Regions from separate parts of the Rattus norvegicus genome. Here regions 2 and 3 are each linked to region 1. Evidence: chromatin contacts called from public Hi-C data. All regions are on one chromosome and are shown on one strand. Each heading gives the region's core, a stretch centred on a gene start, on an enhancer-like site or on the middle of the called end of the contact. The rest is flanking DNA. Distances are from core to core; before and after follow the strand shown.

Region 1 (4,021 bases), core at 420-2,919:
AGACATGTCTGAATGCAGAACTGTTTCCCTGCGTACAAACTGTATCCAAATAAACATCGTGCTAACAAAAACACGAGTTAACTACGTAATAAACTTTAGGGATTTGTGTGAGGGCTGCCAGGGCAGGATTACAGCACCTGAAGAGTGCTAGGCTCCCTCCGGCATCGTGAATAACTCGAGGAGAGCCACAAGTCCTGGAGAGGTAAAAGTCTTGCTCCCAAGCGTCTCCCTGAGCCATCTGTACAGATTGTCAAAATGCCAGAATAAATCATTTTACTCTTACAGCGAGACGAAACCTTTGGGGACTTGTTAATTTTCAAGCTGCTATTCTTTGCCATTTGGAGCTTCACTTCAAGCCTCTTCAGAGCTGATGAGCAAAGACTGCCAGCCCTATGTAAGTGGGAAGCGTAGCTCTTGAGTCCAGCAGATTATGGGTCCTCGTGCAATTAAAGTGGAGGGGAAGCCTGGGAACAATTTGTTAATCTCCGTGGCCTTTTGTCTGCAGAAACCGAATTATAAGATAGACTTATGTCCAGATCATATTTGCGGTCAGGGAAGGATTCAACATTTATTCAGACTATGTAGATTGATTGCCTCTTATGGCTATTAACATCCAGGGGCGTGGTCTGCTTACCCACCAGTAAAGGAAATCACCCCAAATCAAAATGGTGAGTACTGTGATGTTCAGAAAGTATAGTTTTTCAATTCTCCTTTTTTAACTGTTGCCAATGATCACAGAGGGATGAAAGGGGAAGGAGGGTATGTAGGGTGAGCTCTGCAGAAGTGCTCTGGGCAGCTCATTCGCCCCTTATCCTATCTCGACTGTGTTTTCCATTTTCCACCTTGCTCTGGTCTCCAAGTCCTTCACTCTCCTCTTCCTGTTCCCTCTGGCTTCTGGACTTGTGGGAGCCCCACAAACAACCGAATCTCAAGTTCAGCCATCTCCTGCAAACCTCCTGGCCTAACTGTGCTTGCCTGGTGTCTGCTCTCTCTCCCTTCAGCCCCAGCTCCTGCCACTCACCACTCACCAAACTTCATAGCTCCCCACTGCTGTTGTATTGCTATTTTCTCTGAATTGAAACATTCCCTCCTGGAGGGAGGAGGGAGAATCACAAGACTGAAGAATCTCAGACCATTAAAGACTCACAGGGCCCCCAGTCTAAGGTTATAAAATCAGGGCAGGGCCGGGGGAGGGGATGCATCCCTGTGGATTTGCTGCAAATCAGCCTGAGAACTTTTGAGTTACAGCTTCCCTGGGTGGTCACTCATACCAGCTGGGCAGGCTTTCCAGTGATGCCTCTGCCTTGAAGTCATTCATTTCATATGGAAACCCCTTCTGGATGCTTCTGTAAGGAACCCCAATAAACCCCTTGCTTCACCAAAGTGGATTTGGGTGGAACTGTTTGGTCTGTCTTTGGTGTCTTATGTGGAATGAATAAAGGTTTGTTCATGTCTCCCTGGGAGAGGCCACATAATATTTCACACACACCGACCCCTGCAGGACCAGGGATTAAGAGGACCTGGTATTAGCAGTCCCAGCAGTACTAATAGCAGGGACTTTATCGCCTGGTTCTCTTGAACTCATTCTTTTGTCAATAAGAGTCTCCTTACTAACCCACAACGATCAAGTCCATGAATGTGCTGTTTCCTGGCATAACTGTGACACACAGCCCTTTCCTAATGTTGAAATTCCTACCGAATTACTTAATAGTTTGTGCTGTTACAGATTGCAATATGAAAAGTCTTTCGAAACAGATGCTCTCCTTTGAAACAGTGAACTTTTAGGAAATGGACATGTTTACAAGTGAAGGTATTTGGTAATCAGACAGTAAGTGAGAACAGTTTTCTCAGTGAGTCCAGGAAAGTGTTTTAGGGCCTTAGACTGGCTATCAAAAGCACCTGGAACCCTGACACGAGGGAGTGAGGGGTGGGGGAGACCCTAAAGGGGAGGCCGGCCTAGATGACAAGATAATCCCAGTCTCATTAAAAAAAAAAAAGGAGACCTCTTTTCTAGTTTCTTCATGCCCATAAGAAGTCCTGGGATCTGTTGCTTCACCTTAGACTGTCCTCTGGCCTTGCACCCCAGACCTGGGACTTTGGGCAAAGGATAAAGTCAGTTGCTCGCCTTGTCTCCCAACTGCAGCCACTAAGTAAGGAAGCCAAGAGGTTCTGTAGCAGGACACATGCTTTCAAGTTCTCCTATCACTCTTGCTTTGCTTCCCAGTTTCTGTTTCCTATAAAACACCTCTCTCTTCCCCCTCCTTCCTACTATTTATTCAATGGCACATCCATAACTGATAGGAACGAGAAGTCCCACTGGCATTTTTTTTTTTTTTTTTTTGCTTTAGGGTTTTAGGTTTGTTTCTGTTGCTGTTGTTCTGTTGTTGTTGCTGTTGTTTTGAGACAGAGTTTCTATCTGTGTAGCTCTGGCTCTCCTGGAACTCACTCTAGATCAGGCTGGCCTTGAACTCTAAAAGATCTGCCTGCTTCTGCCTCCTGAGTGATGAGATTGAAGGTGTGTGCCACCACTTCCCAGCTAAGGCAAATATTTTAATTAATAATAAGAATAAAAGAATGGATTCAAAGCCTCTCCCCTAAACTTTCTTTTTTTTTTTTATTTATGTATTTAATGTATGTGAGTACACTGTAGCTGTCTTCAGACACACCAGAAGAGGGCATCAGATCTCATTACAGATGGTTGTGAGCCACCATGTGGTTGCTGAGATTTGAACTCAGGACCTCTGGAAGAGCGGTCAGTGCTCTTAACCGCTGAGCCATCTTTTCAGCCCTCCCCTAAATTTTCTATCTAACCCCATAGCCTTCCTGGACGGAAGAAAGGATGTGGTGCTAGCTGAAGGTGTTGGGAATGGCGGCCTAGTCTTTCTCTAACTACCTTTAGCTCCACTCACCGTTACAAATCACCCCGGTGTTTCACTTCTGCACACACATGAAATGTTTTGAACTTGTTGACATCTGGCCATTCCTGTGGGAAGGTTGCATATTTAAATGTCATCCAGGAAGAGCTGTAGTCCAAAAAGACTGAGCGCAGCTGCTCCAATGAGAAACTAATAGGCATGCCGTGGCTGCAGGAAGTCCCCAGTGAAGTGCTACAACTTGAGAGAGGAGTTCTTTACTGTAGTGGTTCCATTATTATATCCCCGTATTTCGAGTGGGTCTTATCTGTGGAACATTGCTTCTCCGTTTTTCCCTTGTATCATAGGACACAGTTTTCAAACCCTCAGCTTCTTAACTGGTCCACCCCATTTGCTTCACCTCCCACTCTCTCTCAAGGAGAATAAAAAAAAAAAATTAACCTACTTTCTGATGTTTGAGTTCATCAGTCCAGGCCTTTTGATGTTAGCAAATGGGGCTGTTTTCATGTTTCTATTATTACAGTGTGCTCACACCGAGTTGTTTCTCTGAAAGCAAAAAGAAGAGTGTGGTTTAATAGGATCCAGTACTAGGAGGATGACAGTGTGTGCACTCCATTAACAAGATGAGACAGAAGCCATTCTTGTCTTATGGGCTTGTGAACAGAAGGGTTGTTGTTGTTGTTACTACTACCATTGTCTGAAATTTAGCTTAATCTCTCCATTTCTCATTTTAATGGCTTTTTTTCACAAAAAAAGAAAAAGAAACTGCTGGAGTGGAGGAGAGAGATGAGATTACAACTTAGCAACTGGAGACCATCTTAACTTTGTAAAATATCTAAGCCTATATCAGCTTTGCATAGAATTAGTTGATATTTTTAGCTTTTGTTTTTATTTATTTATTTATTATTTATTTATTATTTATTATTTATTATTATTTATTATTATTCTCACTAAGTATTCCGGGCTACCCTGGAAACTCTCTACATAGAGCAGGCTAGCCTTAAAGTCACAAAGATCTTCGACCTCTGCCTTTTGAGTGATGAGGATTAAAGGCGTGTACCACTAGAACTGGCTCTAACTGATGTTTTTAGTGACAAGTCTGAAAAAGACTAAAATTTTCATATGTACAGATGAAACTCTTCATCTCT
Region 2 (4,021 bases), core at 751-3,250, 450 kb after region 1:
AAGGGTTTACTTCAGAATAAATCCATCCCACATCGATTGGAGCACTGGAGCGAAAGAAACAGAACAGGATGGTTCTTGTTCATTTCTTCAGTGTTCTTTGCCTTTGTCCCATAGGCTACTGTAGTCCCCAGCGCATTGTGTGCCGTCTGTCCAGTCCCATCTGTAAATGTCTGAGGCCTGCTTCCCTCGGAGGGACTTTTTCAACATTTCCTGTAGAGTCAATAATGTTCAACTTGAATCTTCTATCCCAATATATCCTGAGCCTGCTTCCACCCACGGCCTGAGGGGACTGTGCCCATCAGCAGTCAGGGGATTCTGTTGCTGTGCCTGGCTCTACCGCATGTTCCCCATAGGTTCCCAGAGAGGAGTTTTCTTCAGCTACTCTACACAGCTGTCTGTTAGATGACATGGGATCCTCAGAGGGGAAATGGAATGAGGCATGGCTTATTTTCAATAATTAATCTCTAACAACTCTACCCGCGTCTACCATGAAGCCTCCGAGTCCCTAGCGAGATTTTTCTTTCTATGGAGTTGAAGTCTCCTGGAGGAATCCATATGGAGGCAATTTGCTTTTGTGATTGAAATTGCTTAGGCAGCGAGAGAAACAGCTCTGTCTGGCCTTGGAGAAAATGCCTGATTTTAATCATGATGGAGAAGACCGGCTTTCAATTTATTCACGTGAAATAATCCAAATGAGCTCATTTGACTTGCGATATCCATCTAGTCAAAGCGTCTACACATCTGCATATTCAAGAGAAAAATGCCAATAGCATGAGCTGTCAGGATGATAGACTCTAGACAAGTGGTTTGGGAAGCCGTCCCAATCAAACATGCATTTGAAAAGAAATGCCAGGGAATTTATTATTGCTAAAACTAGCTACCAGGAAGACTGCTGAGTCACTTTCTTTGGGCAGCTTATTGACTGAACTTCTCCCTTAGAAGGTTTAGTTGATGCAGTCTCTGTGTGCTTGTCCCTACAACAGAGAGCTTAAAAAAAAAAAACAAAAAAAACAAAAAAACAAGCGTTATAAGACATTCTTGAAATCCAAGGGCATGGCTCTAAATAGTACAGATCCAAGTTTTTAACATAAAATTTGAGACCAGATGAACACATACACATATGGAAAACTCTTACTTTAAAAAACATTTTAAGGGCTGGAGAGATGGCTCAGAGGTTAAGAGCACTGTCTGCTCTTCCAGAGGTCCTGAGTTCAAATCCCAGCAACCACATGGTGGCTCACAACCATCTATAATCAGGTCTGGTGCCCTCTTCTGGCCTGCAGGCACACATGCAGGCAGAAAGCTGTATGATGTATACATAATAAATAAATAAATGTTTAAAAAAATCTTAAAAAAAACATTTTAAATTTTCTAACTTGTATTCAGACTATTTTCCCCAGCAGTTTTTAACTGAACTCTTTAGAGTGATAAAGATATTTGCTCTGTAAGGACTATTAAGCTCTTAAAAGGCAGCTAATACAACTAGAGAAGGATATTATAGAATGTTACCTATTCTTAGTTCATTTAAATGCGTGCCCAGTAGCTACTGAACTGTTTTACAAGTTCAACCCCACAGTGGTTTTTCATTGAAAACAAAGCAAAACAAAATTTATATTGTCTCCTATCCCACACTGCTGTGGGTGAGGCAGAGAGTCTGTAGTGGGTTAACACTGGACTCTGCAGCATTATCAAGAGATGCCTTCACCAGTGGGATCCCTCTTCTCTGACTCTATCCTGTGAGCTCTGGCCACCCTGGTCTCCCTGAACTCAGCTTTCCTGCTCCAAACTGAGGAGTCTGGGTTAAGCCTTCCAGCGCCATGGCTTGGGAATCTAATGGCAACAAAACTGTGTGTTTTACTCACAATGCGTGGCTGACAGGAAGATTTTCTGACCAGGTTTTCCTACTTTTCCTATTTTAGCACTTCCGTGGTCATTCAGAAACTAGTTACAAAAGCTCTCCAAGTACCCAGGTGCCCTGAAGACTTTGCCCTCATTGATGGCCTTTTGTCTCTTTGTAAATCATAAACAGCTCTCTTGGATGAATACCTGGATTTAATGTTGCCAAGGAACTAAAGAGTCATCCTTAACCTTTCCCTGCTCTTTACTGTATCACCTGATGATTCCCCCGTGAGGGTCAGGTTATGCTACTCTGTTAGTATTTTAACGTCCTCATCCTGTTTCCGTTAAAGGAACATGAATAGTAGAAAGATCTAGCAGCAAGCAGCAACCCATGAGAAAATTCTAAAAATAAATGCTTCATTTTGGGCTCTGCAAAAGACAAATGCAGTTTATGTCTAAAGCGAGGCTGGTCTGTGAAGAGTACTAATTACTGTCTTTGCTGTCCTTTGATGGAGATCACAATAATGATTTAGAAAAAAAAATCACATCTCATTTCTTTAGGCAACAGACAGGAGATCTCTCTAAAGTAGGGTGAAAACTCAAAGACTAAAGCTGTACAGATTAGTGGGAAACCAATTAGTTCTGTTCTGTTATGAATTCTTAATTTCTTAGGGTTTTTCTTTTTTCCTCCAACATTTTGCCATTGTGATCTCTAAAGAGAATCTGTCTTCTGTCCAAAGACTGTGTTGCTTCCTCAGAGAGGCTGCCAGGACAGGGCAGGGAGATGAATAAATGTGGCATCTGGGGTCCTGCTGGATTGGGCTCAACCCAGGAGTTACATTGACTTCCACTGCCCATCATTTCACTTCAGTGCTGGGCCAGATGAGGACTGAACCTCTTCCCTGGGATCATCTGGGCATCAGGAAGGAAGAGTAGGTGACATGTGTACCAGAGAACACAGCCCCAAATGAAGAAAGCAGTTCTCTTCCAGCCCTTACCCACCCTAGGGTACTGTTGGCCCAATCACACTCTAACTTCCATTCTAAAATTGGCTTTCCAGGCCCCAGGCGTTGTTTTTAGCCAGTATTGCCCAGGCTGTCTTCCATGAACACACATCCTGCTCTTACCGGCTCATGTTGTATCCACCACTGCCTGTAACAAATACTAGCATCTCTCAGTTGAGCAATTCTGCATTAAAAACAGGTAGCCCTTGAGATATTCTTTTGCCTTCATCATAGTCCAAGCTCTGCCCATTAGGAATTTGGGCAGGTGTAAAAGAAGCCGTGAGGTTGGTCCTACTTCCTGTCTGAAGACCTCAGTGACTCGGCAAAGCTGAAGTAGAGGTTCTGTCTGTCATGGAGGGTCTCTGTGCATCTTATTCTCTTGGCTTCAGTGAGCTCATACCTTTCCCATCTCAGCCAACCAAGAGACTCACTTACAGCTAATCTGTGCAGCATTAGAACACGGTGGGCAGATGCGAGCACATTCAAAGGCAGTAGATGTACAAAGGGCTTCATGGAGTTTATCAGTCACCTTGGACAAGTCATTCTTGCATTCCAATCTGGCTCTAGACTGCCATTGTGAGGGGCCATTTACTAGGTGGTGTAAGTTTATCAAATATTTTTTTAAACCTTTATTCTTTGAGAATTCCGTATGATGTATTCTCACTCAGGCTTAGTTATTTTTCTCTTGCTGGGAAGAGGCACAACTTATAAAGGAAAACATTTTAATTTGAAGGCTCATAGTTCCAGACGCTGAGAGTCTGTGGCCATCATGAGGGGAAGCGCAGCAGCAGGTAGACAGACATGGTGCTGGAGCTGACAAGTTCCATCGGATCTCACAGTCATGAGGCAGAGGGGTGGGGGACAAGGCAGAGACAGAAGCAGGGTGGGGGTGGGGGAAGAACACTAACTGGGAATTGGGAATGCCACAGGCTTTGACCACTTCAAAGATGACAACCCTGTGAATAATATACCTCCATCAAGGCCACACCTAACCCTTCCCAAACAGTCTTTGGACCAAGTATTATTGAGCCTATGGGGGCCATTCTCATTCAAACACCCACATTGATCTTACTTCTCCTCCTAAGCTCTTCCAGATCCACCCCCACCTGCCTTGACCTTCTGCCAAATCTTCCCCAACCCCAGGTTGGTTGTGGGCAGTGGCTTATCACAGTGGCAGA
Region 3 (4,021 bases), core at 1,016-3,515, 300 kb after region 1:
TAAGTCTAGGCTCTTGGTGTGGATATCAGAGGATCCGGGGCAAGAGAGCAAATGGAATTTACACATATGTTGTGTGTCTAAATACTTGTATTGCAACTCAAACTGTGAAATACAATCAGTATTCTTAAGATCGTTTCTCATGACCAATATGTTGGCTATTATGCAAAAACTACATCACTTCAAATTAATGTAACCATTGGCTCACCTGTTTGCCCACGAGTGTCACTGAATTCTTGAGAAGGATTATACCGTCCATTAAGGCACCAATACTCAAGAGTTTACATACAAGTGTAGGAACACCAGACAAGCACATTAATATTGGGGTAGAATGTCTTAAATATAAGCAAGGGCTTGCACTGGCCAGAAGAACAAAAGTATCTATGAGGATCTGTGAACAGCTCAACAGGGATCCACAAGCCCGTATTCAGCATGGAAATGCCACTTGGCATCTCTTTATGGGAGGTTTGGCTTGTGCAAAACAAAGCATGTAGGATGGCTCGGAAATAGATTTGTAGGTGGACTGAATTATGACAGGGTGTGTCCTGTGGTACCAAGTTACGTATGCAGTGTCACAGTCTCACACACAGATTTAAAGTTGGATACAGTAACATCAAGAACATCTACTGTTGATAACTTCTAGTTTTGTTAGGCTGCACAGCAGTATGAGGAGAGGACTATGGATCTGGGTTCTAGGGCCAGCTCCTGCTGGTAAGCCTTCTGCATTGCTCTGCCTTGTTAGTGTGAAAGCTGGAGATATGCCGATTAGGAGCCCGGTGAGACTAGCAATTGCACCCCAGTTAAGCTGGGGGCTTGCTAGGGATCCCTGTAGCTCTCGTGGTCTGCTTCAACAACCTTCTGCAGAAAGCCAGTCTGTGTCAGAGTGTCATGAAGCCAGGAGTAGGAAAAGCTTTGCTCTTGCAAATAGAACATTTGTTCAAGCTCTTGAGTGCTTCGTGAGTTCCTGCTAAATGCAACTTCGTACTTTCCTTCTTTGTATTTTTTTTTTCTTACTTTTACTCATGGAGAACAAAGCTTCTGCTTCCTTAGGCTGAGTTCAAAGTTTTGAGAGTCACCCGAGAACAATGCATCTGTCCATTGGGGAATTTTTGCTTGAAGGAAGCAGTCGGACCATGGGGAATTTTAGGTAAACCTGGAAGGAGGAAGAGTCACGAAGCTTCTTATGCCTCTGCTTCAGAAGCCTTTAGTAGTCGCATTAGCTCAGGCCTTTGCTTTGCAGACATGAAAACTGAAGTTTATAAAAGAATAGTAAGGCACCCAACTGGCAAGCACAAGATCCAAGCCCGGAACACAGTGTTTTGACTTCTACTTGAGACGTAATGTGCAAACTGTCAGCTCTTTTCTGAGTAAGCCCACATCTGCCCACACTCAAAGCACGCCTGTTACACTCTGTAGCAATTATTCCAATAGTTAACACTATTGCAGTTATTTTTTTTCCAGAATACTGTCTTTGCTCGTCAATTGCTCTGCTATTATTCAATGCAGGTTTTCTTGGGTTGTTTTGATCCAAAGAAAAACAACATTTTGAAAAAGAGCATTTTGTCATATCAAAATCTCTGTATTTATAATTCTAGAGTTTTGGGGGTTTGGTTAGGTTTTCCTCTAGGTTTTTGAGCATCTCACAATCTAGTTTAGTAAATTCTGACTTATTCTGAAGGGTTAAGTCTTTGTTTAAAAAAAAAAAAATGTTTACTGTCTTTCTCTTGCCAAGGGGAAAGGGATAAAGCCTCTCAGGTACAGAACACCCTCAATATGGCGGGCCTGAGGACAGTTAATCTTGGTGGCAGCACTTCCAAGATTTTCCGAGACATTTCTCTAAGATAAAATATAAAATCATATCCTTGAAATCTTAAATAAAAACAGAGGAAATGTCAGCGAGGAGAGAGAGAGAGAGAAAGAGAGAGAGAGAGAGAGAGAGAGAGAGAGAGAGAGAACGCTGCCTACAACTATTTATATAGCCCAGATTAAAGCTCTGTCTTTCCTGACCACAGGACCTGCAGATGTGTGCCCATACTACCTCCCTTGGGTGGTGTTCTGGGAAGCCAGGCAGTGTCACAATGGACACACTAGAGCAAGGGATCACAAGACAGGTCAGAGTTTTTGTGTGGGTGCTGCCAAGTGAAACACCGGAAAGACCATGTGATAGATAGAGCCAAGAAACCGGAAGTATCAAGGGTCAGAGTCTCAGAGCCAAGGAGATATGATATGAGGCAAGAAGGAGCAAAGGACGGTGCTCAATCTTATCTGTCAGCATTGCTGTTGAGTAAGCTTGGGTCTTCGCAGGTCAGATATCAAGTACACACTAGAGGATACATACACCCACACGTAATGCATGAGTCACATGTGCCCCGTGTTTGGAATTTTTAGTGATTTTTACATCAGCCTACTGATGACTGAGTAGCCCTTATCCAAACTGTTAGTGACTTAGATGTTTCAGATCTCTTTACATTTGCATAAACTTTACGGCCAAACCTCTCTAATCTAAAAGTTCAGAATGCTTTAAACCCTGAAACTTTTTGTATATAATGTTAGGGTCCAAGAAGAAAATTGATCTCTGAGATTGGATTCCAGAAATACAAAACAGGGGTGGTCAACATGTAGTTCGCACAGTGACTAGAAAGCATTTCCCTCCTTGAGAGGGCCAGGACACCTTACATCCAGCTCTCAGTGAGGCCCCATGCTAGGGACAACGTAGTACCTGCAAGACTCACACCGTCAGTTTAGGGTCTGCCCGAACTACATGGAAAGACCCTGTCTAAGGAAGAAGAGTGAAGGAGCGGTCCCTGAAGTTGCTTTCTCTTAGCTTCCCCCATTGCTCCAAGAGTTGGCCTTAAATGCTTTTATCTTGAAGTCGAGGGTATTGGAGATGTGCACGGGCCTCCACCCTTCCAAAGAGAAAATCAAAGAAAGCAGCAGGGGGCTCACATGCCTGTTTTATGAGCTGAGCTTAGAAAGAAGTCTTTGATTTTTACATCGTTAATATTTCATATCTATGTCAAGGTGGTAGCGAAAGGCATTACTTGATTGTCAGTAGGAGAGATAATTATTTGGGGATTTAAAGGTTAAAGGAATGGGCCAAGGTGGGGGAATCAATTAAACTAAACCCACTTCGGCCATTTAGGCAGGAACAAACTGGAACATGGCTATTAGAAACCAGGGGATGAGACTAAGGCCTGTCTCCGGAAACCAGAGCAAGCAGTAACAGACAGAGGGGATGTTCTGCCTGTGTGCCAAGCAAGAGGCCCATGGGGCACTGTCTCTGCTGTCGGATGGCGATGTCTTGGCTCTGAGCATAAACATGGGTAAGAGGCTAACATGCAGCTAGGAGAGCCAAGGAGCACGAGGTGCCTGGGGGCCTAGCGCAGTACCCCAGGCCGCCCATGTCTCAGCTCTCTCCACCTCCCAACCCCAACTGTGGCCATGTTATTTACATTCTCTGTGCTTCAGTGTCCTGTCTGAAAAATAGAGATAAGAGTACCCACTGGGGGATTGGGGGAGATGAGGATTTACCCTGAAACCTTTTGCACAATGTGCACTGCTTGAGCCTGGTTTCAGTGACCGTTGACTCTTACACCTAGCAAGATCAAATAATGTGTGTGACATATTTGACGCTTTTAGCAATAGTAATTGCTCCATGAAGGACTGTTAATAAGGAGCAGAGCAAAAGTCACCTTTACCAACAGGGAAGCAACATCACATCACACAGGCAGGGGTGAAGACAGGCCTGCCTCAATCATGCTGTGAAACACCCAGCATGGCTAAGAGGACTCGGGTATGGCGATGAGGAACATAGGGAGGAGAGTGGGTTGAGAAGAACCCCTGCTCCAGCCAGGAAGTCCAGCCAGGTTAGGACTAAAGTAAGGTGTATTTGACTGAATGTCTCATCTGTAACAATGGCAGGATAGAGCCGGTACATCTATTTCCAAAGACAGAGAAGCAGTTGGCCAGGATTCAAGCTCAGATTCCTGCCAGGGATAAAGAAATCACATCCATGTTTGCCGCA

Evidence for each region. Hi-C and Micro-C count contacts between places; a contact is called where the count stands out from the background.
Region 2: a Hi-C map of liver shows a contact between it and region 1, with 3 times the contacts expected there. The contact joins two enhancer-like sites. A contact is called at or near these places in 2 of 12 Hi-C or Micro-C datasets (kidney and liver).
Region 3: a contact with region 1 is called in a Hi-C map of hepatocytes, with 2.5 times the contacts expected there. The contact joins two enhancer-like sites. A contact is called at or near these places in 10 of 12 Hi-C or Micro-C datasets (the Rat2 cell line, Schwann cells, frontal cortex and 5 more).

Annotation. Positions count from the first base shown.
Region 1 is chr3:73,965,867-73,969,887 of GRCr8, forward strand. No RefSeq gene overlaps it. Among named protein-coding and RNA genes, the nearest start is that of Cers6, 71 kb to the right of the region's middle. Within about 2 kb of position 1,670, at least 6 of the 93 cell types and tissues checked have an H3K27ac peak or open chromatin away from gene starts, as enhancers often do. A contact at or near this core is called in hepatocytes and liver, where this site is marked.
Region 2 is chr3:74,413,466-74,417,486 of GRCr8, forward strand. No RefSeq gene overlaps it. Among named protein-coding and RNA genes, the nearest start is that of G6pc2, 10 kb to the left of the region's middle. Within about 2 kb of position 2,001, at least 4 of the 93 cell types and tissues checked have an H3K27ac peak or open chromatin away from gene starts, as enhancers often do. A contact at or near this core is called in liver, where this site is marked.
Region 3 is chr3:74,267,621-74,271,641 of GRCr8, forward strand. All of the region lies in intron 8 of Cers6 (ceramide synthase 6), which reads left to right. Among named protein-coding and RNA genes, the nearest start is that of Nostrin, 43 kb to the right of the region's middle. Within about 2 kb of position 2,266, at least 11 of the 93 cell types and tissues checked have an H3K27ac peak or open chromatin away from gene starts, as enhancers often do. A contact at or near this core is called in hepatocytes and liver, where this site is marked.